Linked DNA regions of Sus scrofa: regions 1 and 3 are each linked to region 2. A link is a contact called in public Hi-C data. All regions are on one chromosome and are shown on one strand. Each heading gives the region's core, a stretch centred on a gene start, on an enhancer-like site or on the middle of the called end of the contact. The rest is flanking DNA. Distances are from core to core; before and after follow the strand shown. Region 1 has its middle 78 kb from the start of KIAA1456. Region 2 has its middle 33 kb from the start of DLC1. Region 3 has its middle 38 kb from the start of LONRF1.

Region 1 (3,547 bases), core at 505-3,004, 530 kb before region 2:
GCTGGATCCTTAACCCACTGAGCAAGGCCAAGAATCGAACCTGAAACTTCATGGTCCCTAGTCAGATTCGTTAACCACTGAGCCATGATAGGAACTCCAATCAAGGATATTCTTAAGTGAAACTGGAATCTGTTTTGCTGTGAGTGTGTGGTGACAATGGTGCCTCTGCCTTGGTTCATGCCACATCCTCTCTTGCTCCTGCACCATCAGTGGAAATGTCTCCACAGGGAAAAAGTCACATCTTGATGAGCTCATGAAAATAGTTTTGACCTTACAGACTCCCTGAATGGGTTTTAGAGACATGCCCTCCCCCAGGCTCTGAGGACCACACTTTGAGAACCTCTGCTCTAGCCCCCCTCCCACACCTTGATGCTTCTCTTTCCTCGGCCCTTCAGCCCCCGTGACCTGTGGCTGCTCTGAGTTCCCCTCTGGCAGCGCTCAATGGGATATCTAACTTCTCCAAAGTCTCTGGTTTACAGTTGACTCTATCTTCTATCCTCAACAACAATTAAAATGACTGTGTACCTATTACACACCAAACACTGTTCTAAACACTAAACACCCCGTCATCAATAAGACAAGCAAAGTCCTTGCCTCCATTATCCTAATGTTTTAGAGGGAGAAGAAGATACAATAAACTTGCAAATAAATATACAAGGTAGTTTCCAAGTCCTGTGATAACCATAAAAAAAAAAAATAGACTGATGTGACAGAGAGAGACAGGTGGACAGTCTGAGATGGCCTCCAAATGAGAAGGGTCACATTTGTGCACCCAGTGTGACTACTGGTAATTCATGGGCAGACGTGGGGAAAGATGAGGTTTCCAGTAGCCTGGCTGGGGAAAAACTGGAATATCGCCTGGAAAGCTGGGAGGAAAAGGAGGGGAGAACCCATGGTTCTTTGTACTTGAAAGAAGGGCTACCTTACTCCTTCTGGGGAGGGTGGCAGCTCCCAGTCCTGCAGGGGGAAAAGCAAAGGGGAAATGACCTTCTAAGAGGAGAGGCTGGGAACTGGACAAGAAGCCACTCTGCTCCCCGAGGGCCGACGTGGGGCTGCTGATGTACTAGATGCCACCTGGTCTGCCTGGAGGCTGGTGGGAGAAGCGACAAGGAGGAAAGTGGAATTATTTCTGATACGACATTGACATCACCCTGGTTGCAATACCCCGCTCACAAGAGCTGGCTGTCGCTTCTGCTTCAGAGTATTACAGGGCCACTTCTAGAATACACTAATGTTTTCCCTCCAAAACAGCACCGAAATTAGGGATTTAGGGCAAGGATAAGCATATAAAAATAAAAAACAAAGAAATCACATCTAACTTGAAAGAATGGCTTAGAGGGTCCATTGGGGAAAAGCACTTTGCCATGCGGAAAGTTATGCCACGCCCTTGAGAAAGTGTCTCTAGAATTAATTCTTGCCTGGCTTTCTCCTCCCCTTCACCCCAGCAGGATGGTTCATGCTGAAGGAATGTGTCCTCTGCAGTGGGGGCTGTGTCTCTCAGGAAGTTTCTGGTGTTTTCTTCATCGGAGCTCCTCTCTCAGTCCTGGGATTGGTCTCTTCCTGCCTTGAGCCCAGCTTTTCACACCTCTCCCCCACCTGCCCCCCACCCCCGTGTTCCACCTCCTTTGACTCAGTGCTCCTTCCTCCAGGAGCCACAATTTTGTTTCACAAGTTTCATTCTTTTCCCATAAGCGTGAGTTACTGTAACCCCCAAAAGGTATATTTTCTCTTCCCCGGGTCATTTGTCTTTAGCCACTTCCTGTTTTTCAGAAGGGACACTCTGCAGAGGCCCCAGTCTCTCTGCAGGACACTGCACTTTATTCAGATGGTGTATCTGTGACTTGAAATGTGAAAAACTTCCCTGCTCTAGAAATGCTCATCCAAGGGCACCCACATGAGCCCTTCTACCCATTAAATTATAGACAATTCTCCCTTCCTAGGAAATCATAAGACTCTAGAGGGCAGGGATGATGGTTGACCATGATTATCCCTGCAACCCTTGTGGACTGGTGCTGAGGCTTTTATGGTGAGGAGCTTAGAAAATGTGCTTTGCTCTGTTAATCAGCCTTCTTTGTGCTACTCCCAGATGGGGCTGGGAGGGGCAGTGGATAAAGGCAGTGGGAGGGGAGGTCTTTCTCTAATCTCTGTTCCAGGGGCAACAGAACTTCTGCTGTAACCACCCCGCTTCCCGTTCCCTAATCATGTCACTTATCACATGGTCCCCTCTTGGGGTGGCCCCCAGATGTTTCAAGCCCAAGTTTATACACCACATTTAGCAGCCTTCAGGGTCTCTCACCAGCATCTTAAGACTTAGATACATAAGAGGCTTTAGCTTATGTTTCCTGGCTTCCACATCCTTGTCCACATCCTTGTGTCCTGACCACTGCATTTCATCATCACTGCTCCATCTTCCTTGCTGAACTCTGACCTGTGTCTCAGCTACATTCTGTCTTCTGAAAATAGACCACCACATAAATGTTAAGAAGTTGGTCCTACATTCCTATCCAGGGACAGTCTTCACATTTCAAAATCCTGTGAATCACAGCGAGCTTTCACTTGGCGCCCTGGGGAACATGCAGCAGAGGAACAGCACATTTTAATACGGAAAAGGCAAGTCAGAGTCACAAGGGAGCCAGTAGGTTTTCACAGCTGCCTAACCCAGTTCTGTGCCACCAGCATGCACTCTAAATAATGCATGAGTCATCAGCCTTGCCTGCCTATTGACAGGGTTAGGTTGGGGGTAGGTGAAAGCCATGAGGGGGCGGGTGGTGGCCAAGGGAAGCTAGCAGGAAATGAGAGAGAAAAAAGCAAAACAGAAGAAGAGGTATCCACTTTTTCTGTGTCCCTTCTTCTGAAAACCATACACGTTATAGTAAATTCACATTCTGCAAAGTGAATCTAGGAAGGGTACATCCTAGCTGGTCACTTTATCCCTATTCATCTTAGATTCTTAGCTTCAGATCCATATTCAATCCATACTTCCAGCTTTTCAGTTTCTGCAAACATCTGATTCACCTCTCAGCTTCTTTCAAAGGAGCTTGCTTTCTGTCTCACTGAGTCCGCTCAATCCCTTACTTGGAGTGTCTCCTTATAGCCATTGAGAACCCTATGAAATCACTGGCTCCATTACCCCCTGACTGAAGCAATAGCCAGTTACAGGCCTGGAGAGACCTATGCTCAAAGATCTGATCAAAAACATGTTCTTGCATAAAATCAATATTAAAAACCAAAACCAGATATGATACCATATGATCCAGCAACCCCACTCCTAGGCATGTATCCAGAAAAAAATAAAAACTCTAATTAGAAAAGATACATGCACCCCAATGTTCATAGCAGCATTATTTACAACAGCTAAGACTCAGAAATAACCTAAGTGTCCACTGACAGAGGAATGGATAAATAAGCTATGGTGTATATATATACAATGGAATACTACTCAGCCATAAAAAAGAATGAAATAATGCCATTTGCAGCAACATGGATGGACCTAGAGATGATCACACTAAATGAAGTAAGTTAAACAGAGAAAGGTAAATATGATATT
Region 2 (3,406 bases), core at 590-3,089:
AATAGTGATTAGGACTGCAACTTGTTTTTAATTCTAGATTTTCTAGAAATATTTGAGTTTTTAAACCACATGTATGTTTTGTGTATTTCTTTTCTTTTTTTCTTTCTTTTTTTTTTTTTTTTTTTTTTGCTTTTTAGGGCCACACTCATGGCATATGGAGGTTCCCAGGCTAGGGGTCTAATAGGAGCTACAGCTGCTGGCCTACGCCAGAGCCACAGCAATGCCAGATCTGAGTCGCATCTGCGACCTACACCACAGTTCACGGCAATGCAGGATCCTTAACCCACTGAGCAAGGCCAGGGATGGAACGCGTAACCTCTTGGTTTCTATTCGGATTCCTTTCCGATGCACCACAACAGGAACGCTGTTTTGTGTATTTCTTAAAGAAACATTAAAAAAAGTCTGCTACTGAATTTCCCTTTGTGGCGCAGCGGAAACGAATCCGACTAGAAACCATGAGGTTACAGGTTCCATCCCTGGCCTTGCTCAGTGGGTTAAGGATCCTGCATTGCTGTGAACTGTGGTGTAGGTCGCAGATGCGGCTCAGATCTGGCATTGCTGTGGCTCTGGCGTAGGCCAGCAGCTGTAGCTCCTATTAGACCCCTAGCCTGGGAACCTCCATATGCCCTGAGTGTGGCCCTAAAAAACAAACAAACAAACAAAAAGTCTGTTATTGCTAATTAGTAATAGAATTTCTGAAACATTAGATATGTTCAAACATTTTTAATTATGATACTGTTTTTCTTAATATATCTACCTAATATATCCATCTATAACTACTCAGTAAAAATGTGAATGTGATAAAAAGTATATCTGTATTCCAAATAGAAATGGTGCCATTACCTTGGAAGAAAAAAAGCAATAGATTTAGAATTGAAAAAGAAAAACACTGGGATAATTTCCTGGAGTGTGCCTCAGTTGATAATTATTTATCTTATTTGTATGTTCTTTCTTATTGCTAGGCAATTGGGATATTTATACAACTACATCATAGCTTTTTATTATTATGTGCTGGAAACTTTGATAATAAAATGAGAGCTCATCTTGCTTGCTAAACTCAACTGAGAACAACTTTAGTAAAAAAAAAAAAAAATTGGAAGAATTAAGGAAGCAACCAGCCAAACACTAATAAAAATCAGATGCACTATAAACTGCACAAGATCTGAATATAATCTGTTCTTTGTTAACATCAAATAACTATTCAGTAGCTTGAGATTTCAATTCACTATATATCAGGGATATTCAAAAGTTGTTAGTGATGAATCACATAGCAAAGTAAATTAAGGCTACTAATCGATTATGTTTTATATATTGCCATTTCTTGATGTCAGGTTATCCATTCACTTCTGGATGATTTTTAATTGAAATAAACTTGTATTAAGGTTAAAAAATATGATCTTTATTATTCAAGATTATTTGTAGCAATATGTTCATATGGTTGGCACTTTTTACATTCCAGAGCATTAATATTGCACAAACTGAATTGGCATGCACTTATTTCTTGGCCAATAATAACTTCCATGGCATGTGACTATGAAGGCATGAACCTGAAAGCGATCCAAGAACTTTCACATCTCTGAGGGACCATGGAAAGGAACAAGCAGACTCTGACCAGAGCTATTTACTTTTTTAAAAAAGTAGATATTTATTAAATGTTTACTTGGATCCAGTTTCTGCACATTTAAAACATGCCCTGGAATCAGGATGATATACTTTGACATTGATTTTGGTTACTTTGCCCTGGGAAGGTGCTATAAAATCCAGAATCCTTGGGTTGATTTCTTCTATTTTGACGTCCTTGTTTTTCCCTCTGACCTGTCACACAATTTCCATTTTTGATCTACATAATTATGCAATTCTCAAATAATGTTCTTAATGGCCAACTGCAAGAGAGAGAGCACCCAGTATTTAGGCAAGGGTACTTTCTGATTAAGTTATCCTTTAATTGATCACCCCATGTTTACTCTAACCCACTTTATTACATTGGAGATAATTGTATATGACCTCCAAATTCTCAAATGTCACATAACGATCTGGTGATGGCTGGGACATGGAGACGGGGATGGCATACTCTAGGAGGCTGGCCTTGACCAATATTTATTAACTGCTTTCTGTGCCTCTTTCAGTTAAGATGTATCAAGTTCACAATTTTTGCATGTTGCAGGGAAGCGCAATTTGGAATAATATCCATTAGAGTCAATTGCTGTGGAATATGTTGCCTTCCCCACATAGTTACACACTAGGAACTTTCAAATCACAAAACATATAGGCGAAAACATATGGAGAACTGGGAAAGGAGAAGGAAGAGGAGGGGGAGAGAAAAGGATATATGTGGATGATGATGATCTCCCTTAACTTATCAAACATGGTAAAGCAGCCATCTGAGAGTGCATTTCATTTCTGAAATCCTTAGAAAATATCCTTAGACGTCAACCCTTTACTTGAAGATCAAGCTGTTCTTTCTCACACTATTTTTTTCCATGCATGATATGCATGATTGTAACTTAGAATATGCTGCAAGTATTTGGGTTAATGGAGAGGTGCTCCCAAAGCCCCTGGACTTAATTTTTAAAACATTTAAAACCTAATTTTTAAAAGGTTAAATTACTGCTCCTACAGGGCATCTTTTTCCAGGCACCCTCTTAGATGGTTGCTGGATTTCCATGGGTGTTGAGGAAGGGCATGGTCACTGGCTTTGCCAAGGCCCTTGGAGATCTGCAGTCAGGCACCCTTCCTGGTGGAAACCAAGCTGGTCACCAACTCCTGTACATCCCTAACACTTTATGTACTTGGGAGATCTTATTATGACTTATTATGCTATTCTTAAAATGTCTTTTTCTCTTGGTAATTAATGCAAACTTTTGAAATGTCCTTGAATAATTATTTTTTAAGACTTGTAAACATAGGGAATTCCTGGGAAACTACAGCGTTGTTTAATTTTGGCAAAGATGGACTAGAATGTGACCTTTTAACCAAGTAATGGATTTGAATTTCATTTCATTTTGAACTGGTATGAGGTACAGGAGGTAATTGCCATCTCATCATTTTAAAAGGTGTTACTAAAAATCTTACTTGGACACAGGAAGCTAGATTACACTTCTCTATTGAGCCAGTTGATTGAACTTTATCAGGCAAACTCACAAACTCCAGTTTGAAAAGTGAGTGAAAGAAAAACCCCAAATGAAACAGTCAACTAATCTGTTCCTTGGTTTCCAAAATATCTTGTATCTTCCATAATTTTTAAAAAACATGTTATTGATCTGATTATTTTTGGTAGACTAGAAAATAAATTTTAACAGAGCAGTAGAACTTTTTTCAACCACGGTAGTTCTTTTCTCTGTTTTTTAATTGTAAAAATTAAATCATACTATAAAAAGCTCAATTATCCATAATGACAGAAATCTAA
Region 3 (3,691 bases), core at 247-2,746, 790 kb before region 2:
AGAGTAGGCTCTTTTTCATAGGAAACATCCTGACCAGACCCACTTGTGAAGGGTTGCAGGAAGGAAGAAATGAACACACCTCCTCTGGAGTCTGGGGAAACCAGGACTTTAGCCCCTCCTCTTTTGGTATAAAAGAAGCCTGAACCCTAGCTCAGGGAAGATGACACTAGGCCAGCATCTTTTCTGTCTTCTGGCTTTCCAAAGGAAGTTGCTATAAGAGTAGATTTTCTAACCATTTGACATTCTTAACCCTTATATATTATCAACAAGATGGTGCAGAAATAGCATAATAATTTGTAAAATTAAGAATAAAAGTAACTCGGGTTGACTTATGAAATTTGTTTCCCCATAGACCCCAATGATCTTTCGATTTTGAAAATCAAACCAACTTAGTAGTAACAAAATCATTTGTTTATATTTATATCCCGATAGGCAGTCATTCTAGAGGTATTTATTGAACACCTAGTATGTGTGTGTGTATATATAGTATATATTCTTGTATATGCTAGGATCATTCAGATATGTTGCCATGGGATGAGAGGATGATGTCTATTTGTCTCATATTTACAAGTCTGAATGGACTTGGGAATAGATGTTTCTGGAGTCAAAGGCATATTTATTTTGAGTCTCATCTGTTGATTTTTCCTTAAGTCCTTTCCTTTCTTCATTTTTTGGCAATTTTATCTCAACCTACAAGTATTCCAACTCCAGCTACCAGAATCAATTACATCTGAAAAAAGGAAGTTTTCAACCAGTTTCAGACCCACTTCCATATGGCTTTGCATCATATTCTTTATCAGTCTAAATTGAATGTGATATTAATGTCCTGAGATTGCAGTAGCAAAGCACCACAAACTGGATTGCTTTAGGCAATCTATTCTCTATATAATAAACCAGCAGAGCCATCTTCAGAGTTCATGCTGGAGTAGAGTGTCTCCAACTGAGGGGAGGGGAGCAAGATGAGAGAAACCCCCTTATTTACCAGGCAAGTAAGCACTGAAAAATTAAAAACTGCTATGAGTACAGGTAGCAGGAGAAGAATTAAGCTGAGTATAAAACACAAACACAAAGAAAAAACCTCAGGCAAACTGTTGTGATTTTGTTAAATTAACATTTGCTAAGTAGAGCCTTGGGTACCGAGTCAAAATGATGAGCCACAGCTCAACAAAGATCGAAAGGGAAAGTGAGCTAGAGAAGGTTATCACTCACAGATCCCAGGGGAGGTCCACAGCAGCCTCGAGGGGCCACACAGTGATGTTAAGCAGGATGCAGGTGGCGTGCAAGTAGCAGGACCTGGGGCACATGCCTTTATTAAGGTCCACAGGTGCAATGCTTTGCCGGGCTCAGGCTAAGGCTGGATCAAATCATAAAGAGCAGGGTTTAAGTAAGCTCCCAGGGACTCTTACTTAAAGGACACACGAATGGAAAAAGCTAGGCATCTGGAAAGACTGTTTATCACCAGGGATGTTGGGCAAGTCATACCAGGAACTTGTGACTCCAAGGCTGTCACGGAAAGCATGCACTTGTGGGTGGGACTAATGTCAGTTCAAGGTCACAGCAAAGCCACTTAGCCACACAAATGGATGAGGAGGCAGCAATATTTTGGAATAGCTTAGTGAAACTTTAAACACAAACAAATGCCCAAACTTCAAGAGAGATCAATAAAAATTATCTAAACTACAACATAAAGTGGAAAGGGAAAAACACTAGAGCATCAAAGAGCTATGAAAGAATATCAAGTGGGCTAACATACATTAATTGTAAAGAAGGGGAAAATAAATGTATATATGGAGATATGTTTGTGTGTGTGTGTATATATATGTGTATATATATATATGTGCATTTATGGCATAGTTTAATACATTTACAGTGTAATACCAAGTCTGAAACTGAATAAATTCAACCACTTTTTTTCATACTAAGAACAGGGAAGTTATTTTTAAAAAATTGGGGCACCCGGGTATAAATCTAGATCACTTAACAAAAAACCAGGATTGCATTAACTTTCAGTAGCAACATCTATATGTAACTACATATATACATACAACATATCTATATACATATATTTATATATATGCATATATATAGCTATCTATATACACACACATCTATCTATCTACATATATTTAGATATCTATATCTATATAGATATCTATATATGTGTGTGTGTGTGTGTATATATATATGGTAGGGGGTCTGGTACTTAAGAGAAGCTCAATTAAAGGCCAATAGTGCAGACCTAGAGACCTGGTTTTGCATGCCTGTTTTCACTTGCTGCTTAACCACCATCTTGGGCTTGACCGTTTGAGTACAAGAGGTAATTCATAAGTCTGTTCTAACTCCACCGATGTGGAAATATTCTTGGAACTGGAGATATGTTTTTCTTCCACTCTGGCTTGCATAAGTTCTTATAACTTTTACCTTCCCATTTTGTTTTCTTTGTTGTCCCTACCCTTCCAGCCTGCTAGGCTCTTCAACAGTGATTTGTTCTGTATGTTGCAATATTGTTACTTCTTTACCTTCATATTCAATTTGTTGGTGATAGTAAAATTTACTTCAGGAATCACACACACCCCTTCCTCCTTTACTTTACTTGAAAGGAAAGGTCTCTAGACAGTCTTGACTAATTTCAGTGACACTGACAATTAATGAAAGTGGATTAAAATTTGGGGATCAGAGATTGAGTACTCAGCAACAAAGGCATTCCAAAGAATATAGAAGATATTCTAAGCATGGAGCATATGAGATTTTCCCAATTTCAATGCTATATACCATTGTTCTGTTCTGGGTTTTTTAATTTGGGTCTCTGCTAATTGAAACAAGGAGAGATAAGACCCAACAGTGAGACTGAGTTGAAGATTATGAACATCTTTGATACGTATCCTGCAATATTACTTTCTAAAAAGATTGTTAGCAATTTATACCACTCCCAGAAATGTAGGGCTGAGCCTGCTTTGGCCGTATCACCATCTTGGTGAGGTGCTTAAAAACAAGTTCTAATTCCATGGTGGTAATATATACCCTTCCCCCAAGTGCCAAGTCTGCTAAGTTAGAGAGTCCCGTCGATCACTTCAGACCCTTCACACATCAACCTTCTTAGATGCTTTATGTCTTGATGTGGCAGAAAAGTTTAGACATATTGCCTGGGTTCAGTCAGTCCCACCACATATTAGCTGTGTAATCCTTTGATAAATCACATAACTACTTAGTGTTTCCTTTTCCTCATCCTTACAAGGACAATACCTATTTCACAGGACTTTGAGGATTAAATGTGAATGTTTACCACCTTTTGAAATGAAGCCTATATGCTTTTCCATATCCTGCTATGACCAAAAACAACAAAAATCTTACATTTAAATTTTGGTGAACAGCCAAAAGCTATTTGGAGGCAGGTCTATAAGAGAGCTCACTTAGTAAACCAGGTCATAAATATCTTATCTATAAAAAATGTTTAACATTTTCAAAATGTTGGCATTTAAACATTGGCTTAGAAAGAAAATACATCTCATTGAGCTAGCCATTTCCCTGTGGATCAATGAGCCAGACAATTGAATTATTGCTTTGTTCTCAGTCATCTAAGTTGGCCTTACTGTTCTCTTTAAATGGATGAACTAGGTCCCTAAGAAAGCGCATGTTATTTCATTACTCAAGCTAATATTTGTATTGTTTCTTCTCTACTCTTAAGAAACTT

What was found. A called contact is a pair of places that touch in the nucleus more often than the background predicts.
Region 1: a contact with region 2 is called in a Hi-C map of retroperitoneal adipose tissue, with 3 times the contacts expected there. The contact joins two enhancer-like sites. A contact is called at or near these places in 1 of 5 promoter capture datasets (liver), 22 of 47 Hi-C or Micro-C datasets (alveolar macrophages, brain, embryonic fibroblasts and 13 more) and 1 of 2 datasets of contacts at active chromatin or transcription factors (skeletal muscle).
Region 3: a Hi-C map of fetal skeletal muscle shows a contact between it and region 2, with 3 times the contacts expected there. The contact joins two enhancer-like sites. A contact is called at or near these places in 10 of 47 Hi-C or Micro-C datasets (embryonic fibroblasts, epiblast stem cells, fetal heart ventricle and 7 more).

What each region holds. Positions count from the first base shown.
Region 1 is chr17:1,136,852-1,140,398 of Sscrofa11.1, forward strand. No RefSeq gene overlaps it. Among named protein-coding and RNA genes, the nearest start is that of KIAA1456, 78 kb to the left of the region's middle. Within about 2 kb of position 1,755, at least 23 of the 83 cell types and tissues checked have an H3K27ac peak or open chromatin away from gene starts, as enhancers often do. A contact at or near this core is called in retroperitoneal adipose tissue, where this site is marked.
Region 2 is chr17:1,668,247-1,671,652 of Sscrofa11.1, forward strand. No RefSeq gene overlaps it. Among named protein-coding and RNA genes, the nearest start is that of DLC1, 33 kb to the left of the region's middle. Within about 2 kb of position 1,840, at least 12 of the 83 cell types and tissues checked have an H3K27ac peak or open chromatin away from gene starts, as enhancers often do. A contact at or near this core is called in retroperitoneal adipose tissue, where this site is marked.
Region 3 is chr17:877,770-881,460 of Sscrofa11.1, forward strand. No RefSeq gene overlaps it. Among named protein-coding and RNA genes, the nearest start is that of LONRF1, 38 kb to the right of the region's middle. Within about 2 kb of position 1,497, at least 3 of the 83 cell types and tissues checked have an H3K27ac peak or open chromatin away from gene starts, as enhancers often do.